Linked DNA regions of Capra hircus: region 2 is linked to region 1. A link is a contact called in public Hi-C data. All regions are on one chromosome and are shown on one strand. The core of a region is the stretch at or near the end of the contact, and the rest is flanking DNA. Distances in the headings are between cores, read along the strand shown. Region 1 has its middle 18 kb from the start of TRNAR-CCU. Region 2 overlaps DNMT3B (DNA (cytosine-5)-methyltransferase 3B).

The links. A called contact is a pair of places that touch in the nucleus more often than the background predicts.
Region 2: a Hi-C map of blood shows a contact between it and region 1, with 9 times the contacts expected there. The contact joins two enhancer-like sites. A contact is called at or near these places in 2 of 5 Hi-C or Micro-C datasets (both in blood).

The regions. Positions count from the first base shown.
Region 1 is chr13:61,408,423-61,411,193 of ARS1.2, reverse strand. No RefSeq gene overlaps it. Among named protein-coding and RNA genes, the nearest start is that of TRNAR-CCU, 18 kb to the left of the region's middle. Within about 2 kb of position 1,428, at least 1 of the 5 cell types and tissues checked has an H3K27ac peak or open chromatin away from gene starts, as enhancers often do.
Region 2 is chr13:61,476,523-61,479,293 of ARS1.2, reverse strand. The region is part of intron 1 of DNMT3B (DNA (cytosine-5)-methyltransferase 3B); the gene reads right to left. Among named protein-coding and RNA genes, the nearest start is that of DNMT3B, 10 kb to the right of the region's middle. Within about 2 kb of position 1,428, at least 1 of the 5 cell types and tissues checked has an H3K27ac peak or open chromatin away from gene starts, as enhancers often do.

The DNA.
Region 1 (2,771 bases), core at 179-2,678:
GACCCAAAGGCGCCCCCTGGTGGTCGATTCTAAAAACACTGAAGGTTCTCCCACTTGCTTTTTTTCTCCTTTATTAAGGATGCCCTCCTTTACTGTTACGGGATTCCCTGGTGGCTAAGACGGTAAAGCATCTACCTGCAAGACAGGAGACCTGGCTTCAATCGCTAGGTTGGGAAGATCCCCTGGAGAAGGAAATGGCAACCCACTCCAATACTCTTGCCTAGAAGATTCTGTGGATGGAGGAGTCTGGTGGGCTACAGTCCATGGGGTTGCAAAGAGTTGGACAAGACTGATTGACTTCACTTTCACTTTCCCTTTACTATTGAGCTTCACTGGTGCCTCAGCTGGTAAAGAATCCACCTGCAATGCGGGAGAACTGAGTCCAGTCCCTGGGTTGGGAAGATCCCCTGGTGGAGGGCATAGCAACCCAAACCAGTATTCTTGCCTGGAGAATCCCCATGGAGAAAGGAGCCTGGCAGGCTACAGTCCATGGGATCCCAAAGAGTAGGACACGACTGAGCAGCTAAGCACAAAGCAAAGTATTGTACTTTTTTCTGAATACCAGACTAACACATCCAAAAACATATCTTCTGTAGGACAAGTTCCTAGAAGCACCAGGGCTGAGTTGGTAGATGCTAGCATTTTGCATGTAGGCAGGTGACAGCTAAGTCTCTTTCCAAAACAGTTTGGTTCAGATTAACATAAACACCAAGATGAGACCAGGTGAGTCACTTCCCCCATGTGTCCTGGCCATAAAATGAAAGGGCTGGATTTTTTTTTTTTTTTTTCAAAGAAACAAATTTAGGAAACTCGTCTTCTCTGAACAGCAGAGCCCCTGCTTTGTGCTCACAGGTGGGTGTGTTGAGACTCATCTACAGCTGAGCCAGCCAAGGCTGAAAGAGGCTGGCCAGGCAGTGCCCTGCCCAAGCTTGCACAGCTCACAGGTCTTCCCAAGCCTGCCTGATCGCCAGACCCTCTGCTACTCCACGACCCCACGCTCCTCCCCAGCTTCTTCATTTATTCTATCAGCAAAACAGCGCTGCGTGGCCACCAGAGCCAGGCTCTCTGCACCACGGAGGGGACGCCACAGGAGCAGAAGCAGACATGTCCGTGCACACTGGAAGAATCTCACAAATTAACACACATGTGCAAATGGAGCCAAATGGTGGGGCAAGAGGCACAGATGAGTGCAGGATCAGGGGAGCCTGGAGCTGGCCAGCCGGTCCTTATGCTGAGGGCACAGGGTCACTGTGAGGGATTCTAAGCAGGGGAGAGGGTGACCTAGTGAAAATACAGCAGAAAGACCAGCGTGTGCTTCAAAAGCTGCCATCTGTCCGTCACATGTCCCTTGGAGCCCCACCTGGGTCCCTGGGCCTGGGGGGCCTGCAGTGGCTGCAATGTGAGGAGCCTGTGGCCGTTGAGCCCACCTCTGGCAGCCAGGTCTGAGGAGCCGGCCACTTCCACCCCCTGCTCTCCCTGTGGTTGGCTGCTGGGGCCGGGACACCTCGGCCAGCGCAGAGGGGAGGCAGCGGGACGGCCCCAGGAGGGGCTGGGGCCTCCTGCCTCCCAGCTGTCTGTGGTTCTCAGGGCCCGGCCAGCCTCTTCCTGCCATTTGTCCCAGCCCTGGGCCTTATCAGAAAGGACTCTTTCCACGGCTTGTCCCCACCCTGTCCCCTCTGCCTCTCCCTAGGGGACAGAGAGGTGCCTCCAGGCTGTGAGGGGGGCACAGAGAGGTGCTCAGCCCTCCTGACAGAGAGGTCTTGGTGCTGGGGGCAGGCTTCTTTTATGGACACTCCTTCCAAACGGTTTCCATTCTTCCCTTCCCAAGTCCTTCTGGGTCTCCTGGCCTGATGCCAGTGTTGCCTCCCCAGGTCTTGTCAGACTCCCCTTTTCACCCAACAGTGTGCAATGGGCCCCACGTGATGCCAGGGCTAGTTAAACGGATTGGGGGGAGACCAGGACAGAGAGTGGGCTTCACCCTGCCCTCCGGAGCTCACAGCCCAATGGGAAGATACAGGGCCATCTCCAAGTAAGGGAGAGAAATATTCTTCTAGAACTGTGTGTGCAAAACACTGGGGGCTTGAAGGAAGAAGTGGAGGGTGGAGAGGTGATCAGAGAAGGAAGAGCCCATGACTTCCTCCCCTAGAGTTCCAGACATAAGGTCTGGTGTGATGAGAAATAGGGAGGGCATGGAAAGCAACACACGCACGCACACCTGCACACCTGCACACACACGCATGCGCACACACATGTATGCACGCACACACACACGCACACACACGCATGTGCACACACATGCATGCCCGCACGCACACACGCACGCACACACGCACGCACACACACGCATGTGCACGCTGTGGCTCATTTCCCCCACAGAACTAGGCTACTTAATTTGCAGGACTATTATTCAGTCTGAAATGATAGCCTTCCTAGTTTTTGGTGTTTTGATGTCCTTTCCAGAAGGTACTTGGTTGTTGTTTTTATTGTGGTTAAAGAGGACATAACATGAGTTCTGCTCTTGTAACAAAATGTTAAGTGTGTAGCCCAGAATTGCTAACTGGATGCCCAGTGCTGCACAGCACATCCTTAGAACTTAGTCCTCGTGCTTGACTGAAAGTCCACCCTCGTTGACAGCAATTCCCCTCCCCTCAGCTCCTGCCAACCACCCTTCTCCTTTCTGTTTCTATGAGTTTGACTGTTCTAGGTGCCTCATGTGAGTGGAATCATACAATATTTGTCCTTCTGTAACCGGCTGATTTCATTTAGCGTGT
Region 2 (2,771 bases), core at 179-2,678, 68 kb before region 1:
TGTCGCTCACTCTCCTCCTCCCTTACCAGCTGGGGCTCAGAGTCCCAAGTTCCCAAGAAGGGAAGGAATGGAGGAGACACAGGGGAAGGACTAGGATGGGTTAACCAGGGACATGTTACCCATCTGCTCCAACCCCACCCCACCTCTGGGCCTTTGCCTCCCCACCCCTGCCCACCCTGGTAACTGCATCATCACTAGGCTATTAAGCTAAGACCAGCTCCAGCCAGGTCTTCAGGCATGCATTGGAAGGCTGTGTGACCTTTGACCTGGCCCTACTGCCTGCAACATGTTGGCCTCAAGAACATGTACCTTACTCTCATTCATTCCTCTTAATGTGATTGTGGGCCCATTTTGTAGAACAGGAAAACTGACCCACAGACCTTGTCCATCTTCAACATCAAAAATAAAAACCTCACATGTAAGAGGAAGAGTGAAGCCCCAAATGGAGGTGAAGTATTTGGTGCCACAGGAACCCTGCTTGTGAAGTTTCCCCAGCAAACAGCTGCCTATGGGCGCTGAGCCCTCCTGGCCCGTATTCCCTTTCTTGGAGACAGACTCACCACATAGTACCCAAAAACCCTAACAAGCCTCCCAGGTGACCTTCCAGAAGCGTCATCTAGGCTACAGAGCTGTGAGCTGCAGTGGGGATGCTGCCAGCACACCCACCAGGGGGCGCTGTGGGGCTCAGTGATGAACTTCTCAGTGCGCCACCACCACCCCACCACCCCACCCCCCGACCCCCACCCCCACCCCCGCACCACCCTGGTAGGTATGCAATGTCCTATGGATTCTTAATTCCACCCTGGGCATCAGTCCATCCCCCAGGTATGGGTAGACCTCTGATGCTCCTGCAGAATTCTCAGGCACCTACTAAATTAGGATCAACATTTTCACAGGATCCCTGGGTAGTCAATACCCAAGTTAAAGAAACCCTGCCTTGGAATTCCCTGGCAGTCCAGTGGTTAGTTCTTTCACTGTGGAGCTTGGGGTTTGACCAAGATTCTTCAAGCTGGATTCTGAGCAGTTCAATGAAAAGGGAAAAAAAAAAAAATACTGCCTGGGTCACAAATGCATACACTGACACAAACCATTTAACTAACCCATGCAGTCCAGAGTGTGCAGGTTCACAGTTCCTGGTGTTATTTTCTCTCAATACATATTAAGGAATCTCACCAGCCCCAAGGAAAAGGAGGAATGCCTAACCCAGCCTGATTAGCGGCTTCTCTAGCCCTTTTACTCTCAAGCTCTGACCCGGAAGAACAGGTTGTCTGACCCTATGGCCAGTTCCTGTGAGTCCAAGTGGCCAGTATCTCAGAAAAACTGCTGGAGAGTGGTTCAGAGTAATCATTAATTTCCAGTGTTTTGCCTCAGGCCAAACCAGTGAACTAAGTAACCTGGATGGCCTGGCAGAGGGTGGGAAACTTGGCCATGGGGTGGTTCCACAGGGAGCTCTGGGGAGAGGGGAGGGCAGACTGAAGACAGCGCTTCAGTCAGGAGCGGGTAGCAGGTCAGAGGCTGAAATCAAGGGACAAGGCTTCCTTCCCTCTTATGAGGGGCTCAGAGTTCCCTCAGACAGTCCCCACCTGGGTCAACAGGAATCTCTCTCCTAGACAGACCCATTTAGAGCCTGCAGCCCAGAGCAGACAGTGATTAACTATGATTAACCACCTCAGGCTCCCCTGGGGCCTCAGCAGTGCCAACTTGTCTGCCAGCCCGCTAGAGGGATGGACAGGTGAGCAGAGCTCCTTCCCAAAGCCAGATCAACAGTCAGGAAAAATTCTGCCCCTAGAACCAAACCCACAGGGACTGGAGGAAGATTTCAGGGAAGGAAACCAACCTGCTCTATGACCAACTACCTGGGTGCGCTGGGGTGAGCTAGGTAGGTAAAATATTCTTACTTCCAGTGGCGTCATTCAATGTGATTTCATTAAAAGTTCCTTCCCTGTAGTTTTCACCACCCAGAATTTGCAATGACAGTAGATCCCTGGGTTGGGAAGATCAGCTGGAGAAGGGCTAGGCTGCCCATTCCAGTATTCCTGGGCTTCCCTGGTGGCTCAGCTGCTAAAGAATCCACCTGCAATGTGGGAGCCCTGGGTTCAATCCCTGGGTTGGGAAGATCTCCTGGAGTAGGGAGCCTGCTACCCATGCCAGTATTCTGACCCGGAGGACTCTATGGACTGTATAATCCACGGGGTCGCAAAGAGTCGGACACGGCTGTGCAACTTTCGCTTTCACTTCACTAGTTACAACACACACACACACCAGAGTCCAGAACTGGCCAGATGCAAAGATGCCCAGCTCGGCTCCTCGACACTCTACACACATTATATATCTCCTCCACAGTATACACATGACCCGAACACCTGCAGGCATGTGCTACTGTTAGGCCCTCAACCTAGAAGCCCTATCACATATTCAGATTTCAGAAACCACAGGTCAAAACAAGGAAGGCGTCTCTCAAAGGCTTCCATAAGTAATCATCTGGCCTTCATGAAGATCCACAAATCTTGATCACTTTTCTCAGTATTTACTCCCATATGCCAGGCACCCTTGTGCTTTACCTGTATGAGTTCACTTAATCCTTACGTACCATTAATGTTATCCCTGTATAACAGATGAGCAAACTGAGGTTAGGCAACATAATACGTACTCACTCAAAAGAATGCTCCCAGGGAACTTAAACAAGAAGGCATGAATTTTAACTACCTGCTTTTAGCAACAGGAAGATATTAGCACCAGGGATTGGTTTGTAATGGTAGATAATACATCTC